Linked DNA regions of Sus scrofa: regions 1 and 2 are each linked to region 3. Evidence: chromatin contacts called from public HiChIP or PLAC-seq data. All regions are on one chromosome and are shown on one strand. The core of a region is the stretch at or near the end of the contact, and the rest is flanking DNA. Distances in the headings are between cores, read along the strand shown.

Region 1 (4,209 bases), core at 43-2,542, 170 kb after region 3:
GGCTGTGTGAAGTGAATGAAGTAATATATGTGGAGTCTTTAATGAGATGCAGAACTGATGCGTGTTTTGAATCATTTCATTTACTCTTCAGAACAATGTGATGTGTTGCATTTTACAGATGGGGACACTGAGGCCCAAAATGAACAGGCACTTATTTGGATGGCATATATCAAATAGGAGCCCAATGTGAGATTCAAACTCTGTGCTTTTTTTGGTCTCTCAAAGTCTGAGGCACAGACAGGCAGGTAACTGGGCCGAGAGTCTCCCCTGCTGCGGCTGGGCTGGCCCTGGGGCCCTGCCAGAAATGGGGATTCCAAGTGGTGCTGTTTCACTTCTACTTGGCATTCTGGCACCAGACCAAGGTCCTGAGCCAAAACTCCTGCTGTACAACCAGAGGCCAGACTACAAACTAGATGAAAACAAGAATAGAGACACAGGTGATCTTTTCTAGCCCTTTCATTCTTCCCTCCCAGCAAGCAGGGCCTGGTGGTACCCTGGCCACCTGCCCAGAAGCCACGGGCCTTGTGAGAGAAGGATGGGCCATGGTGGGGCTTCCACTGAAGCAGGAGTTGCCATCAAGTTTCAGAATGACTCAAAGTCCTTCCTTTCACCTTCTTGAGGCTTTCTTTCTGGACAGAAACCAGGGAGGTTGCAGAATTTCTGCGCTGTGCAAAGGCTCCAATCAACCACATTCTCCTTGCCCTTCTAGCCCTTGCCTTTCTCCTCGGTTTGCTTCTTGCAGCCCTGTGCCAAGCATTCAATTAACCACGCTGCTTCTGCTCTCTCCCAGCCAAATGGGTACCAGATGCACCTTGGACAAAGTGAGGGAAAGAAACTTAGACAAATCAGCAGAGAAAACACAATCAGGCAAAGCAAACAGAGACGAAGAGGCAGTAGACAGGCCAAATGCCCAGGAGCCCACCTGAAACACATTTCCAGGAGCCCCCTGGAAATCATCCTCTTCTAACCTGGGCCATATGGAAGCCCCTGCCCAGTGAAGGGAGGCTGTGAGCATAGCAAATCAAAACAGCCGCCTCCAGGGGCTGGGAAAGTGGGGAGAGGTGAGTTTGCTTGTGTTCTCCAGGAAGGATGTAGGGCCTGTGGTTGCTGTAAAAACATGAGAGTTTGGTGCCAAGAAGTGACCAGAAAATTGGCCCAGCTCTTTCCTTATCTTGCAATCTAGATCTCCAGCTAGAGCCAGGAGTTGCAGTCCCTGGAACAGGGAGGGATAAAGGCCAGGTTTGCAATAACACTTTCTTTGGGAGGCCTGCTCAAATCACTGAGCTGGAAATAGCAGCTGCCTCCCTAGAGGAGGGTAAAGGCTCCCTGACAGCCTGCTTGGAGCAACAGGAAGGCCTGGAGGAACTTCTGCCAAAAGCAAACACCTGAAGCCCTTGATAGTGTGGTCCTGTCACTCTCTGGAAGCAGCTGCTGAAGGCATGCTCATTCCCCTTCACCAACATCACAGATACAAAAGTGAGATTTGAAGAGCTGCCTCTCACCTTGCAGAGCAGGGCAGTGCCAGGAGGCCATGCTGGGGGCACAGCTTTTGGGATCAGATGGATAGAAAGAAGCTCAAATCCCAGTTCCACCACTTATAAGAAGCTGTGTACCCCTGAGCAAGTTGCTAAATCTCTCTGGGCTTGTTTGCTCATTTGTAAACTGAAGCTGTATAGCTAAACCTGCTAGGAAGATTAAATAAGTGCCTGGATGATGCTGAACACACACCTGGCACACAAGTGGTGCTCAATCAATGGCAGGAGGTTGGCACTGAGCTTTTTAGAAGGACCTACACAAGGAGGTGAGAAGGAGAGGAGTGAGTCTGAAGAATCAGAATCTGTAACCGAGAGGTGTGGGGAGATGAAAAAGCTAGAGTTGAAAAAACACAGGAAACGGCTGCCAGAGCTACGTCACCTACACACTCTTCTAAAGAGAGGAACAGAGCTCTGTGAGCTTATTAGCAAGGGAAGTGTTTGATGTAAGAAACCAAACCAGCCCAAAGTGACACCAACTGTACCGCCTCTACACGGTGGAAACGATCAGACAGCTCTGGTTCTTTCCCATCCCCAAGGCCTTGGGTGATCCCCAAGGCCCTGGGCTCCCCGCCCCTTTCCCAAGCCTCTGACCCACAAGGATGCCTTTCCTCCTTCCCGTCCTCCCTCCCTTTGGTACAGAATGCTGCCTCATGGACGTGATGGAGTCTACTAGGAACGGAAGGTGTCCCGGGCTCCTGCAGGAGGCTCAGTTTCACGGCTCAGTCTCAGGAGCTGGCCTTGACAGCCCAAAAGGCAGGCTGACTTCCAGAGGTCACAACATCTGTCCGGAGGTCTGATACCCCCACGCTCCCCAAGTGCTTCCAGCATCCTCTGTGAAGCGCTCCTCAGAGCAGACCAAAGCCATGGGCCTCAAGCACTCACAGGGAGAGGTGGAGGGGGCAGCCACACAGCTGAAACCTGGGCAGACCAGGCCAAGTGCCATCACCTGTATTTGGGGATTTAATTTACCAGTGTAACCGTGAACCTCAGTCTGGAAAATTAAGCTCATTCTGTCTCTTTGGCACCTATATGGTCCTACAATAGTCCTGGGGCAAGAGAATGAATGGGCTGGCTGACCTGCCCCCAAAAATACTAGGAGATGAGTTGACACAAATTGACAGCCACCAGCCTCTGAATGACAGGCTGCAGGGAGTCCAGCCTTTGTCCTCCATGTCCTAGCACAACATCACTGGTATTGTTCTGAATGACATGTGAGCAGGGGCCCTTCTCCATCCAGAGGGCTTGGAGGGGCAGGTGGAGAAGGTACCAGCTTTGAAATCAGCAGGCCCAAGTTTGAATTTGAGGCTGCCATCTTCTGTGTGGCCCCAGCCATGGGACTGAGTCTCGCTGGTTTCAGTTCCTCATAGTGCTCAACTTTCTGTAAGGATTAAGTAGCAAAAAGTATACACAGAGCCCTGCCAAGAAGAGCAAATTATTTTCCCTTCAGTCTGAGTTCACAGACCGAGCTTACAGGATCTGGCCAGACTTACTGTTCCTTTCATTCCTCAAGCCCCCCTGTGCTCGACCATCACCCATGACTATCCCCCTGCCCTCCCACCCCACACACCGAGCCCCTGGTTCCTCCTGTAATTGCCTCTGTCTGGCTCCTCAGTATCCATAGCAATGGGAGGCCCAAACCAGACTCCCGGGGACAGCCTGATAGCATTTCTCCTCTTCCTCCCACCCTAAATCACCCAGAAGCAGCTACTCAGAAATTAGGAATGAAATAATATCTTTGGCTAGCAGCGAGAAGGTCAGAACAGTAATCTTTTTCTGCAAGAAACTGGATGGGATAGTGTGCATGAACAGCAGGTCCGTTTTCCAGGAAACCTAGAGCATCAAACTGCTCTGAGACACAATATGGACTTCAGCTCTCCCAGATAGCAGCTTGGGTGCAGTGGGAAAGAAAATCCCACAAGATAAATCTGCAGAGAAATTTAAGTTGGCTTTTCTGATGGAACAATAACCTAGAAGCTCTGTCTTCTTTGTTAGCTCTTTTTTGCATGTCCATCCCTGAGGCCAAAGGGGAAGTCACAGCCTCCCCTGCGGAAAAGAGTCCTGCATTGGGCAGACCCTGTGAAGGACTCCCAGGTCCTAAACCACTTTGGCCTCTAACACCTACATCGCTCACCTGAAATGGGACTGGATGAAGCACAGTCTCATTTGTATTTGGGGCAGGCACATCCTTCTGAAGCCTTAAGTTACCCCAGTGCTCAAGGCAGAATTTTACCAAACCACTTGTAAAGGCTGCCACCTGTTTCAGAACAACGGCTGATGAAGACAAGAGCTCCATGACAGCAGGGAGCAATCCTGTCCTACCCACGATCATGTGTCTAGCATCCACCCCAGTGCCTGGCACCTTGGCGGTGCTCAATGAATGCTTGTGAGGCTGAACTCTGGTCTACCATGGAGCCAGTTGTGAGTCAGATATTTCCGGGGAAAGAGTTATCACAGGTAGACATCACCTCTGCTCCATGAGGCTTCAAACCCAGAAGGATTGACTGAGTCCTGGGAGGCATGTAAAGATAGGGAACTGAAACAAAAACAAAAACAAAAACAAAAAAACTAAACAAACAACAACAAAAATGCAGGATGGAGTTCCCATTGTGGCACAGTGCAAACAAACCTAATATCCATAAAGATTTGGGTTCGATCCCTGGTCTCACCCAGTGGG
Region 2 (4,367 bases), core at 1,799-4,298, 150 kb after region 3:
TAAGGGTCCCCAACACATCATTTGCATGTAAACTCTCTTAGACAAGGTGTGACCACTGTACCTACACATCATGAGGCTGCACAAAGGTTATCTGCTGTACTCACTGGATCGGGCAGGGTTTGATCAGAGAAGCAAAACCACCCTGGATGATTTAGATTAGGATTTGTGGGCAGGAGTTGTGCCTTCCACAGTGGAGGGATGCGGGCTGTGCAGCCTGTTGCTTCCATGTCTAGTGTTAGATCTGCACTTACTCTGGGTCAGCCAAACCATGTGTTGAGAAGGAAGCAGATGTGGGTGACAGCAAGGACAAAGTGGAACCTCCAAATATAAACTGAGACTCACATGACACGTGGTGCCCAGGGGATCCTGCTCTGTATCGCGGCACCTTGACGCTGTGGGTGACGCGCAGGAGAAGAGGGGCTTCTATGCTCCAGAGCTGCACACACACCAGGCCCTGGCTGGCAAGGCTGAAGAGACCTGGTGGGGAGAGGAAGATATGCAGAGCCAGGCACTAGGTGAGCCGGCAGGCCAGCATTGGTGTGTGCAAGCTGCTACGGGTACCCACACTCGAGGCTTAAGAACTGTGGCTCCTGGAAAAGGGAACCGTCCTACACTGTTGGCGAGAATGTAAGTTGGTGCAGCCTCTATGGAAAACAGTATCATGATTCCCCCAAAACTAAAAGAGTTGCCACATGATCCAGTAATCCCACACCTGGGCAAATATCTAGACAAAACTGTAATTCAAAAAGATACATGGAGTTCCTATTGTGGTGCAACAGAAACAAATCTGACTAGGAACCATGAGGTTGCGGGTTCGATCCATGGCCTAAATCAGAGGGTCAAGGATCCAGTGTCGCCGTAAGCTGTGGTGTAGGCAGGATCTGGTGTTGCTGTGGCAGAGGCTGGCGGCTATAGCTCCGATTACATCCCTAGCCTGGGAACCTCCATATGCTGCAGGTGCGGCCCTAAAAAGACAAAAAACAAAAAAACGAAAAACAAAAAGATACATGTACCTCTGTGTTCATAATAGCACTATTCACAATTGTCAAGACATGGAAACAACCTAAATGTCCACAGACAGATGAATGGATTAGGAAGATGTGGTGTGTACACACACACAAACACACACACATCATGGAATACTACCCAGCCACAAAAAAGAACGAAATGATGCCATTTGCAGCAACATGGATGGAACCAGAGATTATCATATTAAGTGACGTCAGAAAAAGAAAGATAAACTGCAAATGATATCATTTATATGTGGAATCTAAAATATGACACATGAACTTATCTACAAAACATAAACAGACTCACAGACATAGAGAATAGACTTGTTCTACTGGGGGAAGGGGGAGTACTGGAGGTATGGACTGGGAGTTTGGGATGGGGGATGCAAATGATTACATTTAGAATGGATAAACAAGGTATTATTGTACAATATTCAATATCCTGAGACAACCCGTAATGGAAAAGAGTATGAAAAAGAAGATATATATATATATATGTATAACTGAATCACATTTCTGTACAGCAGAAATTAACACAACATTGCAAATCAACTATATTTCAATAAATAATTTTGTTTTCGTCTTTTTAGGGCCACGCCTGTGGCATATGGAGGTTCCCAGGCTAGGGGTCCTTATGAATCGGAGCTACAGCTGACAACCTACACCATAGTCACAGCAACACCAGATCTGAACTGGATCTGCAACCTACATCACAGCTCATGGCAACGCCAGATCCTTAACTCACTGAGCAAGGCCAGGGATTGACCACGCATCCTTATGGATCCTAGTCAGGTTCCTTAACTGCTGAGCCATGAAGGGAATGCCCGTGAGCACCTATTTTGAGCTAGACACTAAGCTGGGGAGGGGGGAAAATGCAAGGAAATAGAAAGAGCCACTCATGACTTCAAAATTATAGCCAGCTGGTTTAGGAGGTGACATGGACTCATCTAATTCTAATTAATATCACAGTGTTACATTTGGTAAGAGGCAGGGAGTGCTTACAAATACTCTAGGAATCATTATGACTGACTTCAGGAAGGCTTCCCAGAGGAGGTCAGACTTGAGCTAGGGCATGAGGATAGATGGAGAGGAGAGGAAAAAGGACAAAGAGCAGAAGTCAGGGTTCTAAGGGCCCGTTTGGGATAGGGGATGGCCCCCCAACCCGGCTGGCTTTTCGACTTTGTGTCGAGGACGGGAGGACAGAAAGTCAAGGATGAGACCACAATGAGATGATGCCCCCTCCACAGCCTGAGCTCTGCATTTTGTGAAGACAAAGTGTGAGTCTGCTGATCTTCAATGATGATGAAAAAGAACTGACACTTAATGAAGCATTTACAGCCTGCCGGGGCTGTCACATCTGTCACTCCATTCCCAACTAACCACGAGATAGTTATTATCCCCAGTGATGGATGAGCAACTGGAGTCTTAGCAAGATGACATCCCTTGCCTGGCCAGTAAGTAGCCACACTGGGATCTGAACTCACACCTGCACGGGCGGCCCCCATCCCTAAGCTGTCCACCCAGAGACGTCCTTTGACCACCAATGACAACTGCTCCCTAAGCGCTTCAAGGCTGCCCAGACAGGCATGCTCTTCAAAATCCCCTGACCAAGTGACCAAGATGCTGCAGTAAATGCTAAGCAGCTGGTCAAAAATCATGAGGGCCTTCTTCTGTCACTGAATTTCAGTTATCATTAGGGAAGGAAATATCCCAGAATTTAAACGGGTCAATTCTGCTGCCTAGGAAGGTGGCTTTCTCCATCCAGGAGGAGAGGGCTGGGGAGAGAGACTACAAGTATTATTTATCTTCGAATGAGTGTTTGGTACCTCTCTGCTTTATAGTTAACAGGGATTTTCCCTTGTAGATTATAGGTTTGTTTTGTGTAACCTGTTTTCAGTTTATATATTGAAAAGCACTCGGTAATATTGATCATGAACCTGTGCTTGCACACAGAAACCATCCCCTAAGTGTCCAGCCTGTAATGCCTTGCCAAATAGATCAGAGCTGCTTCCAGCCTTAGGGGACAGATGGGGTGGGGGTGGGGAGATCCCCATTCCCCCCTCTCCATCCCCCATCTCCACGCCCAGAACCGCTCCAGCAAGGAGTGGCCAGGCTGAGGCAATGAAGCAGGAATGAGAAAGCCGCTCAAGCTAGTAAATGCATCAGTTTATTTGGACTCCCTGCAATTTACAAGCTGATTTCAAAGAAAAATTGCTTCAGGCCTCAGAGTCCTTCTGTTGTTGCCAAGTGTGGCCCATTTTCACAGCTGACTGACCACCAGCTAGAAAGGCAGGTCTTCGGTAGTGCCGGCAGGCCTTGGTGGCTCCTTGCTGTCCCTGAGCACAAGCCATGAGCATAATTACAGCTAATGGAGACAGGCTGGGGCAGGCCATGCCCTACAAGTCCCCACCACCTGCTTCCCCAGGGATCAGGCCGCGGCTTGCGCATGCAGCTGTTTGCTGTGAATCCCCCATCAACAGCTGACATGATTCATGAGAACTTCACACTCCTCCACTGCAATCCCCTCAAGCCTCTGGAACCTTCTCTGCTAACTCTCGTGCAGAACCTCCGTCCCTGGCTTTAGGCTCCTTGCCTTCACTCTCCCACCTTCACCCCACGTGACCTCTAAGGTTAATTTATGCTACCTCCAGGCCTCCACCCGGAAGGAAAACAAACAGTCTGATGTCCCTGGGAGTGACTGAGCCGCAGGCCAAGAAATCCAACCCCCAACCGCCCATAAATCTGAGCACAGCCCTTTCTCTTGGGCAGCTTAAATCTGAGGACGTCTCATTGAAAACGCATCTCTCTGCCATCACCAGCCTGTGATTGGGGATAAGGGGTTATCAGACGGCTCTGTGGTAATAAGGAACACATTAATCTCAGCTGAGTTCCCAGAGAGGGTTTTTGTTGTTGTTGTTCAGAAAGGGCGGTTATTTAAATAGAGTTGTTTGGAGGGCGAACCATTAATATGCGTTGTCCCCTCAACAAACCCTTTAAGAACCCATTAACAGAGCCTTGGTTGTTCAGACGGGTGATTCCTCTGCACCGCCTATCTCAGGGCGATTGGAGGGTGTATTACATCTGCTCAAAGAGAGCCTGTTCTCAGGAAACAGGCGGGGAAGCAGCAGCGAGGCACCTCGGCCAGCAGGGTTATTCTAGGCCGAGGTAAACCGTGGGAAGCTAGAAGCAAACACAAGCTGCCACCTGCAGGTGGGGCCCAGGGGACAGAGCGGTGTAGACCAGATGACCTTTCTCCTCTACTGCCCCCCAGCCTTGGGCACCTTGCCTGAACTTTCTTTTGTGAAGACAGCCGTCTAGACAAATGGAGATAACCTTTCCAGACCAATCACAAGCTAT
Region 3 (4,289 bases), core at 48-2,547:
AAAGGTCCCCCTTGTAAGATTACACACAGCCTGGTAATCTTGCTTATGGAAAACGAAAAAATACCAAGAGTGTTGGCTTTCAGCTCATCCGATTCTTGGTATCTGACTTCACTGCACCCTGCCTTTCCAAGTTTGTTACATTTTTATTTGAAAGCTAATAAATTAGGCAGCCATTCATATAGCACGCAGGCGGGTTTATGGTGTCGTGTAAACTATCAGCCACCAGATATATCCATCTGCATCACAGATAAAGTTTCCACTACTGACACTACCATGCCTATAAACCCCCCTCACCCTCATCCTGTATTCCAGAACATTCCCGCTGGCTGAACACACTGTGAAGGGATGGGATCCTGGGAAAAACTGTGGGAATTGGCAGGTATCGGCAGGCCTGCGTTCCAGGTTCGCCTCTGGAGACACAGATTCAAAAAATAATAACTTGTTCCAAAAATGAAACACATCCATAAGAAAGAAAAAAAAAAACCTTAAAAAGCATAAAAGGGTACAGCAAAAAAAGTTGGGTTTCTTTTCCACATCTGACCCTCAGTCCTTCTGCCTCCAAGACAACTGCTCTTACTAGCTGCATGTGTAACAGAACTGAAATAGTCACAACTACTTAAAAACTCCATAGGTCCTGACTTATATTTCCATTTTCATTTAAAAATTTGCCCCTTTTACAATCACTGTAGAGCTCAATGTGCTGATATTTTAAAAAACTCAAAGCCACTTGGATCAAAATTAACAAATATTTAACAAGTGCCTTCAGTGTACAAAACGTTGCATAAAGAGCCACTTTAATGCGATTTCACACGTACATTTCATATTTTTCTGGTGTCTAATCAACGAATCCAACTTTATGTCTTTGTTTTAATCCTTTTCTCAGAAACAACATCATCTCTTCCTTGGCCCCACCCCCTCCTCTCCTTTAGCTTCTCATCCTTTCACACATTCTCTAGTTGGAGATCTGTTTTAAGCCCAGACATCTGGGTGGGTACGTTCTAGCCAGAGGACTCTCTCTCATACCTTCTCCAGATGGACTGGCTCAAGGATCTAATATTCCCAAAAGAAATACGACTCCTCTGAGCTGCAGAAGAAGAGGAGCTGCACTGCTCTGTGTGTGGAGACACGCTGTGTGGAAGGATGAGAGACAGCCCACGACAGAGCTGACGTCCCCGGGCGCATCTTGTTTGCAGAGGGGGAAGCAGCCCCACTCTGGCCCACTGACGCACCCTGGGCTGACTGCACAGACGAGAGCCCTACAGCCCCCTCCAAGTCCAGCCAGCAACATCTGGAGGTCTTCTCTCCAGCTGGCTGGCCCAGCTGCTCTGGTGTCAGGAGAAAGTTATGAGTCACTGGTAAGGATTAGAGACAAGAGCGGAGTTAAATCATCTCTTGGGGTCTGTATGCCATTGGCAATTGAGCCTTCGTCATAAGCCAGTGGATGACATTCATCCCCAGGAAGGCCACACACCAGAGCTCAACTTTGTATCCCACACTCCAGACCTTCTGTGAGATGTGCAGAGATGGGAGGAGGCAGGGCACTGTGGATGCTGTATGTTCCCTGCCCAGAAGTCCTCTGGTCATTGCCTGTCATGCCCATTAGGCTGTCACCATCTCTGTCCTCACATACACTTTTTGGATCCCACTACAACTGGGATCCTGAATAAATGAGGCCTGGCCAAAGCCTGAGGACTTGATCTTTGATTCTCTGACAGCAGGCCCACTGCTTCTTCTAAAGACCTATGGGCAGACTCCAGCAAGAGCATGAGTCAACAGCAGGATTTTGCAGGTCATCTGTGATTTCCTGAGGAAGGACCAAGAATCACAGGCAATCAGGCTCTCCGTTGGGTCCTCGCTGTCCACCCCCACATCTGACATCTCACTCGCCTGGACAGCGTTCCTTTCAGCCCAGCACTCCTCTGGCCTCCTGACCCCTTAGGTGGGCCAGTCCATGTATGTTACTGGAACTACTAGAAAGTTTCTCCTTATTTAGAGCAAACATTATCTCATGATTTCTGCCCACTGACCTCAGTTCTACCCTCATAACTGTCTTCCATGTTTTTCTTCAGATATCTGAAAATACCTATCCTTGCCCCTTGCATCTCCACTTTCCTGTGTTGTAACCTTGATTTGTCAGAAATTGTTGTGGTGCTTTCTTGAGTTAACCCTTATGCATTATTCAATGAATATCTGTTGGGGGTTCACTGTTCCAGAACACTAAGATACAGTGATCAACAAGACAAACCCATTGCCCATAAAACACGCACATCCTAATGGAGGGGACAGAAAAAAGCAAATACGGGTAGGAATGTGGAGATATCAATTAAGGACAAATTATTACAGAAATTTGGAATAGACTGATGAAAGAAAAGGCACTGGATGGTTTTCAGGGTCAGAGAAGGCATTTTAACTGAGTTCTGAAGGACGAAAGTGAGCCAGCTGCATCAAGACTGAGGTGGGAGAAGAAAATTTCAAGAAGAGGGAGCAGCAAATCTCTAAGACAGAATGAGAGCTGCGTGTTTTGAGGAAAGCAAGACTGAGAGAGTGGAGCAGAGTGGGCAGTGATGGAATGGAACCAGATGGGGTCAGGAAGGCTGATGGCCCCTTTGCACCCAGGATAGGGGGTTTCAACTTTGTTGTAGATGCAATAAGAAACCACTAGAGGAGTTCCTCTCATGGCTCAGGGGAAAAAAATTTGACTAGCACCCCTGAGGACTCAGGTTTGATCCCTGGCCTTGCTCAGTGGCTTAAGGATCTGGCGTTGTCTGGAGCTGTGGTGTAGGTCACAGACACTGCTCAGACCAGGCGTGGCTGTGGCTGTGGTGTAGGCTGGCAGCTACACCTCCAATTCAACCCTTAGCCTGGGAACCTCCACATGCCGCAGTGCGGCCCTAAAAAGACAAAAACAAAAAACAAAAAACAAAACCCCAGAACAACAACGAAAAACCACTAGAGAAGTTTAGGCAGGGCAGGACATGATCTGAATCTATATTTTTAAAAGACCATCAGTTGCTGTATGGAGAATAGATGGGTAGAAGGCCAAGTGGAAATCAAGAAATTAATTAGGAAGCTGCTATAATGGTCATGGCAGGAGACGGTGGTGGGTCAGATGATCACAGGTGGTGTGTTGAAAAGTGGACAGATTTGACGTGTGATTTGGTTGGAGAAACAATACCTGGCTGTTATCTCTCAGTCCTCTCAACTCTCATTATTTTATGTTTACATGCTTTTTACTGTTATAGCTGCTTGTGTACCATCTCCTATAGTGGTCTTGGGGCCCCCCAAGGGCAGAATCCACAGACTGACCAATGACCTCCGTATCCCCTACCACCTGAGCACAGTGCCTTGTGCACACATTAGACCCAATCAGTTCTTGAATGAATGAAGAGTATGTGGTGAATCACCAGGAAAAGCAGTTTCTTATTTTATTGGACATTGAAAGCATAGTCCCACTTTCGGAGTTCCAGTTGTAGTGCAGCAGAAATGAATCCACTAGTAACCACAAAGTTGTGGGTTTGATCCCTGGCCTCGATTAGTGGGTTAAGGATCTGGCATTGCCGTGAGCTGTGGTGTAGGTGGCAGATGTGGCTCGGATCCTGCGCTATTGTGGCTCTGGCGTAGGCTGGCAGCCGCAGCTCTGATTCTCCCCCTTGCCTGGGAACCTCCATAGGCCACAGGTATGGCCCTATAGTTCTCTCTCAATGCCTATACATTTAACACAGTATTTTCTCCTGCCTCATGTTCTTACAGGTAACCCCCAAAACATTCAAGAAATAACCCATGATTCACAAAAGCAATCCTCCTTTGGAGTAAAAGTACTTATGAAACATGGAAAAATTAAATAAGGATGACCCTCAACCTTCCAATATACATTCTGGGTGAGGGAGGAGGAGGCACCCCATGTCCCACACCCTCAGAGTGAAGCAGTGCCCACCCCCCATGCCGTCCCCCCTCGCTGAAGATTCTGGCTGGAGGAGACTCAGCCTTTTTCCATCTCAGTGCTGCTGGAAAGGGCTGATTAAATAGATATTCGAGGATCACATCTGCCTATTCTTGCATAACACTTCAGAGTGACTTTCCTGTTTTTATTCTTTGGAGAGATGGAGACTAAGTTAACTGAACAGGAAAGAATATCGCTATTTCAACAGAAAATTATTCTGCCTTAGCCTTTTAGTTATTCAGAGTGAACGTGGGATGCTCCCTTTCAAGAAGAACTTCACGCTGTTATCCCCTCCCCATGTGTTCCGTAGCTGCGTTTTCTCCATCTCGCTGCTCAGACCTTAGAATCC

The links. HiChIP or PLAC-seq counts read pairs in DNA pulled down with a chosen protein or histone mark.
Region 1: an H3K27ac HiChIP or PLAC-seq map of skeletal muscle shows a contact between it and region 3. The contact joins two enhancer-like sites. A contact is called at or near these places in 1 of 47 Hi-C or Micro-C datasets (retroperitoneal adipose tissue) and 1 of 2 datasets of contacts at active chromatin or transcription factors (skeletal muscle).
Region 2: a contact with region 3 is called in an H3K27ac HiChIP or PLAC-seq map of skeletal muscle, with 2.2 times the contacts expected there. The contact joins two enhancer-like sites. A contact is called at or near these places in 1 of 47 Hi-C or Micro-C datasets (retroperitoneal adipose tissue) and 1 of 2 datasets of contacts at active chromatin or transcription factors (skeletal muscle).

What each region holds. Positions count from the first base shown.
Region 1 is chr2:120,470,619-120,474,827 of Sscrofa11.1, reverse strand. No RefSeq gene overlaps it. Among named protein-coding and RNA genes, the nearest start is that of SEMA6A, 210 kb to the left of the region's middle. Within about 2 kb of position 1,292, at least 21 of the 83 cell types and tissues checked have an H3K27ac peak or open chromatin away from gene starts, as enhancers often do. A contact at or near this core is called in retroperitoneal adipose tissue and skeletal muscle, where this site is marked.
Region 2 is chr2:120,491,247-120,495,613 of Sscrofa11.1, reverse strand. No RefSeq gene overlaps it. Among named protein-coding and RNA genes, the nearest start is that of SEMA6A, 190 kb to the left of the region's middle. Within about 2 kb of position 3,048, at least 15 of the 83 cell types and tissues checked have an H3K27ac peak or open chromatin away from gene starts, as enhancers often do. A contact at or near this core is called in skeletal muscle, where this site is marked.
Region 3 is chr2:120,636,134-120,640,422 of Sscrofa11.1, reverse strand. All of the region lies in intron 1 of SEMA6A (semaphorin-6A), which reads left to right. Among named protein-coding and RNA genes, the nearest start is that of SEMA6A, 49 kb to the left of the region's middle. Within about 2 kb of position 1,297, at least 17 of the 83 cell types and tissues checked have an H3K27ac peak or open chromatin away from gene starts, as enhancers often do. A contact at or near this core is called in retroperitoneal adipose tissue and skeletal muscle, where this site is marked.